Linked DNA regions of Sus scrofa: region 2 is linked to region 1. The links are chromatin contacts, called in public HiChIP or PLAC-seq maps. All regions are on one chromosome and are shown on one strand. The core of a region is the stretch at or near the end of the contact, and the rest is flanking DNA. Distances in the headings are between cores, read along the strand shown.

The links. HiChIP or PLAC-seq counts read pairs in DNA pulled down with a chosen protein or histone mark.
Region 2: a contact with region 1 is called in an H3K27ac HiChIP or PLAC-seq map of alveolar macrophages. The contact joins two enhancer-like sites. A contact is called at or near these places in 7 of 47 Hi-C or Micro-C datasets (blood, embryonic fibroblasts, epiblast stem cells and 2 more) and 1 of 2 datasets of contacts at active chromatin or transcription factors (alveolar macrophages).

What each region holds. Positions count from the first base shown.
Region 1 is chr5:62,877,417-62,884,899 of Sscrofa11.1, forward strand. It overlaps the pseudogene LOC100512605. Among named protein-coding and RNA genes, the nearest start is that of DPPA3, 13 kb to the left of the region's middle. Within about 2 kb of position 3,900, at least 18 of the 83 cell types and tissues checked have an H3K27ac peak or open chromatin away from gene starts, as enhancers often do. A contact at or near this core is called in alveolar macrophages, where this site is marked.
Region 2 is chr5:62,952,855-62,960,337 of Sscrofa11.1, forward strand. No RefSeq gene overlaps it. Among named protein-coding and RNA genes, the nearest start is that of NANOG, 25 kb to the left of the region's middle. Within about 2 kb of position 4,152, at least 17 of the 83 cell types and tissues checked have an H3K27ac peak or open chromatin away from gene starts, as enhancers often do. A contact at or near this core is called in alveolar macrophages, where this site is marked.

The DNA.
Region 1 (7,483 bases), core at 2,650-5,149:
TTGTTGTATTGGCTTATTATTTCATTAATTTCCTTAAACTAAAAAAAATGTTTGTGATTTTTAAAATGACATAAAATTTACCATTTTTATTTTTATTTTTAAAATATATATATTTGCTTTTGGGGCCGCACCTGCAGCATATGGAGGTTCTCAGGCTAGGTGTTGAACTGTAGCTACAGCTGCCAGCCTACACCACAGCCAGAGCAACATCAGATCCAAGCAGCATCTGTGACCTACACCACAGCTCAAGGCAACGCTGGATCCTTAACCCACTGAGTGAGGCCAGGTTTCGAATGTGCAACTTCGTGGTTCCTAGTCAGATTCATTTCCACTGCACCATGACAGGAACTCCTGTGTGTGTGTTTTTTAAGGTTTCTGAAATTATGTCTGTTTTTCCCAAATCAGTGAATGAATCCGGATATAGGTGTGTGATCAGGGAATTCCTGTTGTAGCTCAGTGGGCTGAGAACCAGACTACTATCCTTGAGGATGCGGGTTTGATCCCTGCCTTGCTCAGTGGGTTAAGGATCTCGCATTGCCACAAGCTGGATTCCCTGTTCCCATGGCTGTGATACAGGCCAGCAGCGGCAGCTCTGGTTTGTCCCTTAGCCCAGGAAATTTCACATGCCACAGATGAAGCCCTAAAAGAAAAAGAAAAAAAAACTAGATGTGTGATCATTCCTATTCTTCTGCTCTCTAGGAGATTTTTATTTCTCTGCTGCCAGTCATGACAAATATGAAAACCACTCTGGAGAGTATGAGAGGGTGTCAATATCCTTAAGTCTCCTCATCCCTTTCCTGATGCAAAAGTTTTTTTCCCCCTTTGCTCTCCTAAATTTAGTCCTCAGCAATTGTCTACTCACTTTTTTTTTTTTTTTTTTTTTTTTTTTTTTGTCTTTTTAGGGCTGCACCTGTGGCATATGGAGTTTCCCAGACTAGGGGTCAAATTGGAACTGTAGCTGCTGTTCCAACACCACAGCCACAGCACCACCAGATTTGAGCCACATCTGCGTCCTACACCACAGCTCACAGCAACACCGGATCCTTAACCCACTTAGCGAGGCCAGGGATCCAGGGATCGAAGCTGCATTCTTATGGATCCTAGTCAGATTCGTTTCTGCTGAGCCAAAATGGGAACTCCTTTATTCACCTTCTAATTATAGTATTAAATCTGTAATTATAATGTGCTGGGAGAGGTAGGCTCGATTTCTCCAGGGAACATGAAGGAGTAAAAAATTCTGGACTTAAGGGCACTGGAAAATATAATCTGTATCAGGGTTTCTGAATAGCAGTACTCCTGACATTTGGATGGGGTAATTCTTTGCTTTGGAGCTGCCCTGGGCTAGCAGCAGTTTAGCTGCATCCCTGGCCTCTTACCAGTAGGTGGCAATAGCGTTCCTCAGCTGTGTCTTCCAAGGAGATGCCTCCAGACTGGGCTCCAGACTTTGCCAAATATCCCCTGGGGCATGGGGGAGGGGGACAAAATTGTACCCAGTTGAGACCTGCTCTCTATTTATTATCTGCCTGAGTTTAGTATATACATACTGCCCTCAACATCACACTGATTCTACCTTCTCAGCTGGAGAGGTTTTGGAAGTAAAAATTAAAGATTGTATCAGGAGTTCCCTGGTGGTCTAGTGGTTAGGATTTGGCACCTTCACTGAAGCAACTCTGGTTCAATCCCTGGTTTGGGAACTGGGATCCTACAATCATCAAGCTGCTGCAGATAATTAAATATTGTAATAAGAAATTTCAAAAAAAGAGGAAGAAGAAGAAGAAGATGGTGGTTTGGAAATTGAGGCATATGAGCTGCATACAGGGTTTGCTCTAGAGTTAATTTTTTCTCTCTCTTGAGGAGGAAATGTGGACAAGAGATTTCAGGTAAAATTGTCTTTACAGATACTGGCGGAAAGCAAGGGCAGTAGTTCCTAATTTTGGTTACATGTTAGAATCGGCTGGGAAATTTGTACCTATATATAATTTTTTTTCCTTTTATTCTTATATGTGTATAATTTTTATAATACATATATATATATATTTTTTTTTTTCTTTTCTTTTTCTCTGCCTCAACCCTGACCTGGAAAACTCAGATTTAACTGGTCTGGAGATGGACCCAGAATAGGTATTCTTTGCATGTGGCCCAAGTGAATCTAATTGCTACTTCTGAGAACAATGAGAACAATGACTTGAGGTTGTGAAAGAGAGCTAGAAGCAAACAATGATTAAGTTTAACACATTTTTTAAATAGATAAAATTTGCTGGGGCAAAGATTAGTTTACCAGCAGATTCAAATATCTGAAACATGAATGTCTCTTGTGATACAGATGAGCAAGTTTCCATTCCTTGCTAAATATACAGGGGAACAGCCTTCAAGTTTTGAGAAAGATGTTAATTATTAAAATCAAACCATTTCCGGAGTTCCCATCATGGCACAGTGGTTAACGAATCTGACTAGGAACCATGAGGTTTTGGGTTCGGTCCCTGGCCTGGTTCAGTGTGTTAAGGATCTGGCGTTGCCGTGAACTGTGGTGTAGGTCGCAGACGCGGCTCGGATTCCGCATTGCTATGGCTGTGGCGTAAGCCAGCGTCTACAGCTCCGATTGGACCCCTAGCTTGGGAACCTCCATATGCTGTGGGAGCAGCCCTAGAAAAGGCAAAAATATATATATGTATATATATATATATAGATATATATATATAGATATATATAGATATATATATTTAATTTCCAAACTAGATTTGAGGTGGCTTAAGTTACATTATATAGTTACAATAAACCAGTTTAAATCAAAAGAGAATGTTTTAACTCTGAAGAAGAGAAAAAAGCAAATGCATTAACTATTGTGGCTTTATCTCTAGAAATCATGCTTGAACATTACATTCAGCATTCTTCCTTGTCCACAGGGAGAAAAGGGAAACAGAGTGCCTTAGTCATGATATTGTTTCAGAGAACCTAATAGTTTCTCAACAGAATTAAACAGTAGCAGAGTTCCTGTTGTGGCTCAGTGGTTAATGGATCCGATTAGGAACCATGAGGTTTCGGGTTCGATTCCTGGCCTTGCTCAGTGGGTTAAGGATCCTGCGTTGCTGTGAGCTGAGGTGTGGGTCACAGACGCAGCTTGGATCTGGCGTTGCTGTGGCTCTGGCGTAGGCGGGCATCTACAGCTCCGATTAGACCCCTAGCTTGGGAACCTCCATGTGCCACTCGGCCCTAGAAATGACAAAAATAAATAAATATAAATAAAATTTAAAAAATAAAAATGAAGAAACTCCTAGGAAATTACAACATACCAAAAATATCTGAGGAAAAATGTCTTTAGAGTTATATATGTATTTTTAATTGACTCTAAGTAAAACCTTGCTATAAAGGGGGAAAAAGTTGGAGTACTATTACTCTAACAGCAGGTGCAGACTTAAAATGTAAACAAATACTGGTCCACAAACGCTACTCAGTCCTCAATCCAGGAGAATTCTGATTAAACAGCCCCAGAAGGAAGCAGATAGGAGGCAATCACCCCCGGACTTTGCTCCACCCTCCTTTCTTTCTTCTTGTTCTTTTTTTTTTTTTTTTTTTTTTTCTTTTTCTTTTTTGTCTTTTTGCCATTTCTTGGGCCGCTCTCACGGCATATGGAGGTTCCCAGGCTAGGGGTCGAATCGGAGCTGTAGCTGCCAGCCTACGCCAGAGCCACAGCAACGCGGGATCCGAGCGGCGTCTGCGACCTACACCACAGCTCACGGCAACGCCGGATCCTTAACCCACTGAGCAAGGGCAGGATCCAACCCGCAACCTCATGGTTCCTAGTCGGATTCGTTAACCACTGCTCCACGACTGGAATTCCTCCACCCTCCTTTCTAAAAGGCGGATAAAGTGTTGTTCCCCTTCCTGGCAGCAGATGGCGCCATTGGAGCGTGTACAATGGCTAAAAGGTAAACTCTAAAATTCATCTTCGCTATTCTTCTAGGATGAACTTAAAACCGGAAGGCAGGGTCCTTCAGGATTGAAACTGGCAAAGTTCCTGACTCTAACGCATCTAACCTGGTAGGAACTGTAGATCCTGGTGGGCCCAGTTCCCAAGCACATGAAAGCCAGGGTCAGCTGTGCCTACTAAGGAGAAGCAGGGTTCTTACAAAGTTTCAGGATTGGCACCCAGAGAGAACTTGAAAGTGAAGCTTTCTTCATGCCTGAAACACGTGATGAGAGCTCATCTTTCACTTCTATCCAAGAGAAACACAAAGATGTTCTCCAGGGAGCCTGTCCACAGGCAGGAAAGGACTCAGAGAGGCTCAAATGACCAAGTGAAAATATGATCTTTAATAAAGGAGAACTGTTTCCACCACTACCTCCACCAATGCTGCAAACCGTCCTTGGGATGGGGGCTAACTTGTGCAGAAGAAAATGAAAATATCTGCTCTACGAAAAAGAAAATCATCCTCTGATCAAAATGCCTATGTTTGGAGTTCCCGTCGTGGTGCAGTGGTTAACGAATCCGACTAGGAACCATGAGGTTGCGGGTTCGATCCCTTGCCTTGCTTAGTGGGTTAAGGATCCGGCATTGCCGTGAGCTGTGGTGTAAATCACAGATGCATCTAGATCTGTCATTGCTGTTGCTGTGACATAGACTGGCAGCTGCAGCTCTGATTTGACCCTTAGCCTGGGAACTTCCATATGCCATGAGTGTGGCCCTAAGTATATATATAATAATTAATACATGTGTTTATATGTATTTGTATGTATATAAATGTATATATGTATATACATGTGTGTTTGTATGTATTTATACATATGTATGTATAAATTTTTAAAGAAACCCTGGTTGATCTGGAAGTTCCCAAAGTGGTGCAACGGGATTGGCAGCATCTCAGGAGCCCGGGGATGCAGGTTCAATTCCCGGTCGGCACAGTGCATTAAGAATCTGGTGTTGCAGCAGCTGCAGCTTAGTTCGAAATTGAGGCTCAGATCTGATCCCTGGCCTGGGAACCCCATGGACCACAGGGCAGCCAAAAGAGAAAAATAAATAAATAAATAAATAAATAAAATAAAAACCTGGTTGATCTGGATGAAAGGGAGCTGAGGGGACTGCTGAGGGAATCAGAATTCCAAACAGAGATTCGGCTGCAATGGGAACCGGGAAAGCCATGTTGATACACTAGAACAATGCTTCTCAAATGGGGCAGTGTGTCCCCAGGGGCCACTGAGCCACGTCTGGAGACATCTGTAGAAGTTATTGGGGGAGGGGTGCTGCTTCTGGTATCCAGTGGGTAGAGGCAGGATGGGGACTGGAATGGGGCAGGAGGACAAGGGCAAATGGGGGACGCACTTTAAAACCTCAGGATTCAAGATACATGTCTTCAAACCTTATTTTTTATTTTTTTATTTTATTTTGCTTTTAAGGGCATATGAAAGTTCCTAGGCTAGGTGTCGAATCCGAACTGCAGCTGCCAGCTTACACAACTGCCACAGCAACGCGGGATGTGAGCCACATCTGTGACCTACACCACAGTTCAGGGCAACCCCAGATCCTTAACCCACTGAGTGAAGCCAGGGATCGAACCTGAGTCCTCATGGATACTAGTTGGGTTCATTACTGCTGAGCTACAATGGAAACTCCTCAAGCATTTTGTTTTTTTTTAAATTTGCTTTTTAGGACCACACCCATGGCACATGGAGGTTCCCAGACTAGGGGTCTGATCAGAGCTACAGATGCTGGCCTACACCATGGCAATGGCAGATCTGAGCTGCATCCGCTCTGTGGCCTACATCACAGCTCACAGCAATGCTGGATCCTTAACCCACTAATCGAGGCCAGGGATCATACCTGCGTCCTCATGGATGCTAGTCAATTTGTTTCTGCTGAGCCATGAAGGGAACTCCCAAGCATTTTTTTTTTTTTTTTTTTTTTGTCTTTTTGCTATTTCTTTGGGCCCCTCCTGCAGCATATGGAGGTTCCCAGGCTAGGGGTCGAATCGGAGCTGTAGCCACCGGCCTACGCCAGAGCCACAGCAACACGGGATCCGAGCCGCGTCTGCAACCTACACCACAGCTCATGGCAACGCCGGATCGTTAACCCACTGAGCAAGGGCAGGATCCAACCCGCAACCTCATGGTTCCTAGTCGGATTCGTTAACCACTGCGCCACGACGGGAACTCCCAAGCATTATTTTTTAAAATCAAAAGTAATGCAAGGAGTTCCCATTGTGGCGCAGCGGAAACGAATAAAGGATATGGTGTTGCCGAAGATGTGGCTCCAATTCAATCCCTGGCCTGGGAACTTCCATTATGCCATGGGTGTGGCCGTAAAGTTTAAAAAATTTATTTTCAAAAATATTTAGAAATTTCTCACCAGTTTCTAAAAGGTTAACTGTGATACTATGCTTCTCATTTCCTGGAGAAAACCCACCAGACTTGCAAATATCTTCCTGATTTCACAAAATTTAAGTTCTACCAGTTCCGGTCCTTGTCTGCTTTGTTCACGAATGTATCCCAAAGTCCTAAAAAATTGCTGAGCACATAATGGGCCTTTGGTAAGGATTTGACAAATGATTAATCAATAATGAGTTCTAATGCAGTTCTGGCCTCTTGTCAAATTTTTAAGTTTGCAATAATGACAAATGCAATAATGACAGTATCAATCAATAGAATTTCCCTGGGACTTTCCGTCATTATCATGTACATAAAAGCTCTCTTTTTCCTTTTACTTCTCTTTTTGACCCCTGGCTCCCCAAGGCTGAAATAAGCTTGGAAACGCCCCGCTCTCCTATAAGCAGTTATACTGCATTGAAAAATGCAAAGCTACCTACGAGTTCCTGTTGTGGCTTACCGGGTTAAGGACCTGGCATTGTCTCTGTGAGAATACAAGTTCGATCCCTGGGTTCGCTCAGTGGGTTAAGGGTCCAGCATTACCAAGAACTGCCAAGTAGGTCACAGATGCAACTCGGATATAAGCTCAACCTAAGATGCACCAGCAACAACACTGAATTCTTAACCAGCTGTGCTGGACCAGGGATCGAATTTGCATCACAGAGCTCACAAGAGGCTTCTGATCCTGTTACACCACAGAAGGAAATCGTCCATTTCACATTGTATGTATGTATATTTTGGGTCATACCTACCGCATGTGGACGTTCCCAGGCTAGGAGCTGAATCAGAGCTGTAGCTGCCAGCCTAACCCTCGCCACAGCAACACCAGATCTGAGCAACATCTGCCACCTACACCACAGCTCACAGCAAAGCAGGATCCTTAACCTACTGAATGAGTCCAGGGATCAAATCCGCTTCCTCATGGATCCTAGTCAGATTCGTTTCCACTGAGGCCATAAAGGGAATTCCCACTCCACATTCTAAAAATGAGATATAGGCAGAGCCCACTGCTACCTCTTCTGAGCAGAAGATGGCTGTGCCTCCCGTGTATGCCGATCTTGGCAAGTCTGCCAGGGATGTCTTCACCAAGGGCTATGGATTTGGCTTAATAAAACTTGATTTGAGG
Region 2 (7,483 bases), core at 2,902-5,401, 76 kb after region 1:
TTGCTATAGACCTTTCTTTTTAAAACATTAACTTATTATTTGGGGGGGGGGTGTTCCCATCGTGGCTCAGCAGTAACAAACCCACGAGGATGCAGGTTTGATCCCTGGCCTCACTCACAGGGTTAAGGATCCAGTGTTGCCAGGAGCTGTGGTATAGTTTGCAAATGCAGCTCAGATCCCGAGTTGCTGAGGCTATGGGGTAGGCTGGGGGCTACAGCTCTGATTTGACCCCTAGCCTGGGAACTTCCATATGCCGCAGGTGCAGCCATAAAAAGCAGAGGGAAGGAGTTCCCGTCGTGGCACAGTGGTTAACGAATCCGACTAGGAACCATGAGGTTGCGGGTTCGGTCCCTGCCCTTGCTCAGTGGGTTAACGATCCGGCGTTGCCGTGAGCTGTGGTGTAGGCTGCAGACACGGCTCCGATCCTGAGTTGCTGTGGCTCTGGCGTAGGCCAGCAGCTACAGCTCCGATTTGACCCTTAGCCTGGGAACCTCCATGTGCCGCTGGAGCGGCCCAAGAAATGGCAAAAAGACAAAAAAAAAAAAAAAAAAAAAAAAAGCAGGGGGAAAAAAATCTCTACCGTATTTTATTTGAGAACCTCTATGAATAAAACCGTGAAACCCTTCTGAGGAATATACAGATAGTTTTTTTATATTGTGAAGATATTGGTTCTCCTTAAATGAATTTATATTCAATATTACCCCAATTAAAATACCAGGGGATGGATTTTCTTTTTTGGAAGTGGAAAAAAATTTAATCCTGGAAAATTGTGAGCAAGGAAAACGAGGAGGGAGTAGCCCAGCAGACATTTTGTCTTATTTTAATTTTTTATTAAAGTATAGTTGATTTTCTGCTGTACAGCAAAGTGACCCACTCATGTATATATACATTCTTTTTCTCATATTCCATCTATCCCAAGAGATTGGATATAGTTTCCTGTGTTGTACAGTAGGAAGATATTTTAAAAATATGTATGCAATTTGGTGCTACAGAAGAAACAGATGAACAGAACAAAGATGTCTCAAATAGCCCAGGTACATATGCAAATTTAATATATGGTAATTGTTGAGTAAATGATCTTGGCTAGTTAGTTATTGAGGAAGAAAACACCAAGATGGTTCCTTATTTCATATCACACCCACAAATTCCAGAGGAATCAAAGATTTAATCATAAATGAAAAGTACAAAATACTAGAAGAAACATTCATAAATACTTTTAATGCTTATGAAACTGGAATAAAAAAGTCCTTTTCAAGAAGGCATTAATACACAAAGGTTGTAAATGGAAAATTTTCTATATGATTAGTAATTATTTTTTAGAAGTTCTAGAGTTCCCATGTCACAGGGGATTAAGGATCTGGTGTTGTTGCTGTTGCAGCTCAGATCCCTGTGTGGCCAGAAAAAAAAAAAGAAGAGATTAGGGAATTCCAAGACCAAGTGACCTGCAGGTCCTGGTCCTGGTTCTGGGACTGCCATTTTTTGCTGTCACATGGTGGACAGTGCAAGGGAGCTTTCTTATGGGGCTCCTTTTTTTTTTGGCCACATCCATGGCATGCAGAAGTTCCCAGGCCAAGGATCGAATCTGTGCTACAGCAGCGACCCAAGCCACAGCAGTGACAACGCCAGATCCTTAACGCACTACACCACAAGGGAGCTCCCCAACCAAAAACTAAAAAAAATTTTTTTCATTCAAAAGGACATATCAAGAAAGTAAAAAGAAGAGTTCTCTTGTGGCACAGTGGGTTAAGGATCTTGTGATGCCACTGCAGCAGCTCGGGTCAGTGCTGTGGCATAGGTTCTATCTGGGAACTTTGATATGCCATGGGCACAGCCAAAAAAAAAAAAAAAAGTGGAGTTCCCGTCGTGGCGCAGTGGTTAACGAATCCGACTAGGAACCATGAGGTTGCGGGTTCGATCCCTGCCCTTGCTCAGTGGGTTAACGATCCGGCATTGCCGTGAGCTGTGGTGTAGGTTGCAGACGCGGCTCGGATCCCGCGTTGCTGTGGCTCTGGCGTAGGCCGGTGGCTACAGCTCCGATTCAACCCCTAGCCTGGGAACCTCCATATGCCACGGGAGCGGCCCAAGAAATAGCAACAACAACAACAACAACAACAACAGACAAAAAGACAAAAAAAAAAAAAAAAAAGTGAAAAGACAATCTACAGAATGGGATTTGCAAATCATATAATTGATGAGACTCATCCCGCCTATATAAAGACCTCTTACAACTCAATAAAAACAATAAATAAGAACTGAAGGAACCCAATTAAAACTCAGGCAAAGGACCTGAATAGACATTCCACCAAAGAAGATATACAAATGGCCAATAAGCACATAAAAAAATGTTCAATAGCATTAGATATTAGGGAAATGCAAATCCAAACCACACTGAGCTATCATTTCACACCCACTAGGACACATAAAAGTGTCACACTACTATATATAAAGTAGATAAGCAAAAGGACCTACGGTACAGCACAGGGAACTCCACTCTATTCTGTAATAACCTACATGGGAAAATAATCTGAAAAAGAATGGCTATATATATACATACAATTATGCACCTGAAACTAACAACCCTGTACATCAACTACACCCCAATATAAAATAAAATTAAATTAAAAAGTCACATGATAAATTAACAAGTGTTGTTCAGTATAAAGAGAAATCAAATCCCTCACACACAGAACAAAAATATCTACCTATTCAATTATATTGAATAGCTTCACAATATTCCATTACAGGATGTTGCAAAATTTAGTTTAACCAGTTTCCTACCTATTAGAACATTTAGGGTTTTTCTGGGTTTTTTTGGTTGAGCCTACGACATGGGGAACACCCCAGCAGTGACAACGGTGAATTCTTAACCACTACGCCACCAGGGAACTCCAGAACATTTAGGTTTTACTATAATCACTTAAGTCTATTACTTTCCTCTTTGTTTTGATCTTTGTAGTATATAGATGTGTTTTTATATAATTTATATATTATAGAGTTCACCCAATGAAAGTATACAATTCAATAATTTTTAGCATTTGTACAGCATTGTGGAACCACTACCATAATCTAACTTTAGAGTGTTTCCATCACCACCCATTAGAAGTCATTCCCTGTCTCTCTGTGTCCCCAACTCCCCTTTGTTTTCTTCCTTTTAGTTCTAGGTCACCACTACCTTCTTCCTCTCAATAGATTTGCTGGGTCTTTAAATTTCATATAAATTGAGTCATATAATATGCGAGCTTTTGTGACTGGCTTATGTTTTCAAGGTTCATCCACATCCATAGCATGTATCAGTACTTCATTACTTTTTATAATCATAATAATGTCACATTATATGGTTATACCACATTTGGTTATCCATTTATCTGTCAATGGATAAATGGACATATATGTAGTTTCCAGTTGGGGTTTTTGTGAACAATCCTTCAAGGAACATTTGTGAACAAGTTTTTGTGTGGACATGTTTTCATCTTTCATGGGTAATACACCTAGGAATGGAAATGTTGGATTATATGGTAACTAGTTTCTTTATACACTCAATTTTACCTAATTTGTCTTGTTTCTTTTCCAAAACATATCCTCCGCTGCTATATACATAAGGATTTTAAAAAACCCAAAGAGTGAAAAAAATGCTCAATCTCATACTAAAAACGCAGATTTAAAGTACAGGATCCCTTTCTCACTTCAGATTGATAAAGAGTAAAAGTTTCATAGTAAAACATTTTCATAAAAGTGTGTAAAAACTGGCACCCTTATACCTTGCTGTGGATTTAACGTTATTCAAGTTCTTGATCACTTAGCCAAGAGACAGGATGCCAGTTCCAGTTATGTCGATTCATTCCTTAATTTAAAAAAAATGAGATTTCAATTTAATCTCTGAAATCCATGCCAACTCAGGTGATATAATCCTACCAATTAAGTCCCAAAGTCTCTACCAATCTAGAAAGGGTAGTAAAATTTTCTTCAGAATAAGAAAAGCGGAAAATACTTGCATTTGAAGGTATGCAAGGTTCCATGCACGCCCTGAATTTTAGCCAGAAATGGAACCCAACAGTCTAGCGGGTTTCTGCGGCCGCCCACGCCTGCGCAGTGAGGGCAGCTCGCTAGTGATTCCGCTCGACGGATGCCCCGCCTCTCGAAGCGTCCGCAGTTTGGTCCTTCTCTGGACTCGCTTGCCGGCTTCCGTAGTCTGCGGTTAAGGGGAGGCGGTGGTTGCGACCTCAGGGCCACGCCGAGGCTGAGCCGGACGATTTGCGCGTTCTTCACTCCCCCGCCGGGATCTGCAGTTTCAGCGGTGCCGCCGACGCCACCGTAGCCCGAATTGCCGGTGCGGATTTGTTTCTAGACTCGTTGGTGCCACTCTTTGGGAATCCTCATCTGAGGGCTTCTAAGTGATGAAGGATGACGGAGTGGTGAAGACCCAGGGCGCAGAGCCGGAGCGGGTGGGCCCAGGTCTCACCTCAGCCTGGTCCTCAACAGCATCCCGCAACTTGGAGGCCCTGGGACCAGAGGCGCTCCTCGACCTCTCCCTTGTCTCATTTAACCAGCCCTGAGCAGATGCCTCCAACCTTGCTTCAGCTGGAGCCAGCCATTTGGAATCTTGGCCATACTTATGGAACAAACACTTTTGGTCTCTCCCACCACCCACCCCCAAATGGCACTTTTCAACTTGGATTGTATCTGAAATACAGGTGGCTTGGGAGTTGTGGAGGGAGGAAATCCTGTCCATCAAGGACCAGACACCTAACGTTTTTGGGGCAGTTATCAATGTACTGCCTCAGCTCCAAGTTTAATCTTTTTTTTTTTCTTTTAATAATGATTTTTATTTTTTTCCATTATAGCTGATTTACAGTGTTCTGTCGATTTTCTACTGCACAGCAAGGTGACCCAGTCACACATACATGCATACATTCTTTTTTCTCACATTATCATGCTCCATCACAAGTGACTTGACATAGTTCCCAGTCTTTGCTTATCCATTCCAAAGGCAGTAGTTTGCATCTGTTAACCCCAAATTCCCAGTCCACCCATCCCACTCCTTCCCCACACCTTGGCAACCACAAATCTGTTCTCCATGTCTATGAATTTCTTTTCTTTAGAAAGGTTCATTTGTGCCATATATTAGATTCCAGATATAAGTGATGTCATATGGTATTTGTCTTTCTCTTTCTGACTTACTTCCTTTAGTATGAGAGTCTCTGGTTCCATCCATGTTGCTGCAATGGCATTACTTTGTTCTTTTTGATGGCTGAGTAGTATTCCATTGTGCATATATGCATATATACCATATCTTCCTAATCCAATCATCTGTTGATGGACATTTAGGTTGTTTCCATGTCTTGGCTATAGTGAATAGTGCTGCAATGAACATGTGGATGCATGTATCTTTTTTTTTTAGGGCTACACCCATGGCATATGGAGGTTCCCAGGCTAGGGTCTAATTGGAGCTACAGCTGCTGGCCACAGAGCTGCATTTGTGACCTACACCACAGCTCACTGCAACGCTGGATCCTTAACCCACTGAGCGAGGGCAGGGATCGAACCTCCAACCTCATGGTTCCTAGTCGGATTTGTTTCCACTGCGGCACAATGGGAACCCTGTATGTGTCTTTTTAAAGGAAAGTTTTGTCTGGGTATATGCCCAAGAGTGGGATTGCTGGGTCATATGGTAGTTCTATATATATATTTCTAAGGTACCTCCATACCGTTTTCCGTATTGATTGTACCAATTTACATTCCCACCAATAGTGCAGGAGGGTTCCCTTTTCTCCACACCCTCTCCAGCATTATGTTATTTGTAGACTTATTATTGATGTCCATTCTGACTGGTGTGAGGTGGTACCTCATAGTAGTTTTGATTTGCATTTCTCTAATCAGTGATGTTGAGCATTTTTTCATGTGCTTGTTGGCCATCTATATATCTTCTTTGGAGAAATGTCTATTCAGGTCTTTTGCCTATTTTTCCATTGGGTTGTTGGCTTTTTTGCTGTTGAGTTGTATAAGTTGTTTGTAAATTTTAGAGATTAAGCCCTTGTCAGTTGCATCATTTGAAACACTATTTTGTAAATTATCCTTTTTTTTTTTTTTTTTTTTTTTTTGCTATTTCTTGGGCCGCTCCCGCGGCATATGGAGGTTCCCAGGCTAAGGGTCGAATCAGAGCTGTAGCCACAGGCCTACGCCAGAGCCACAGCAACTCGGGATCCGAGCCTCGTCTGCAACCTACACCACAGCTCACGGCAACGCTGGATCGTTAACCCACTGAGCAAGGGCAGGGACCGAACCCGCAACCTCATGGTTCCTAGTCGGATTCGTTAACCACTGCGCCACGACGGGAACTCCCTTTTTTTTTTTTTTTTTTTTTTTTTTATGGTTTCCTTTGCTGTGCGAAAGCTTGTCAGTTTGATTAGGTCCCATTGGTTTATTTTTGCTTTTATTTCTATTGCCTTGAGAGACTGACCTGAGAGAACATTTGTAAGATTGATATCAGAATGTTTTGCCTATGTTCTCTTCTAGGAGTTTGATGGTGTCTTGTCTTACATTTAGGTCTTTAAGCCATTTTGAGTTTATTTTTGTGCATGGTGTGAGGGTGTGTTCCAATTTCATTGATTTACATGTGGCTGTCCAGTTTTCCCAGCATCACTTGCTGAAAATACTTTTTCCTTTGTCGAAGATTAATTGACCGTAGGTGTCTGGGTTTATTTCCGGGTTCTCTATTCTCTTCCATTGGTCTGTATGTCTGTTTTGGAACCAGTACCACATGGTCTTGATGACTGTGGCTTTGTAATATTGTGTGAAGTCTGGGGGAGTTATGCCTCCTGCTTGGTTTTTGTTCCTCAGCATTGCGTTGGCAATTCTGGGTCTTTTGTGGTTCTATATAAATTTTTGGATTGTTTGTTCTAATTCTGTGAAAAATGTCATGGGTAATTTGATAGGGATTTCATCGAATCTATATACATTGCTTTGGGTAGCATGGCCATTTTTACAATATTAATTTTCCCAAAAAAGGAGCATGGAATACCTTTCCATTTCTTTGTGTACTCTTTAATTTCCTTAATGAATGTTTTATAGTTCTCAGCATATAAGTTTTTCACCTTCTTGGTCAGGTGTATTCCCAGGTATTTGATTTTTGGGGAGTGCAATTTTAAAAGGTATTGTATTTTTGTGTTCCTTTTCTAATATTTCATTGTTAGTATACAGAAATGCAACTGATTTCTGAATGTTAATCTTATACCCTTATATACTGCTACTTTGCTGAATTTGTTGATCAGTTTGAATAGTTTTTGGGTTGAGTCCTTAGGGTATTCTTTTTCTTTTTTTCTTTTTTGTCTTTTCTAGGGCCGCACCCGTGGCATATGGAGGTTCCCAGGCTAGGGATCTAATCGGAGCTGTAGCAGCCAGCCTACACCAGAGCCACAGCAATGCCAGATCAGAGCCGCGTCTTTGACCTACACCACAGCTCACAGCAACTTGGGATCCTTAATCC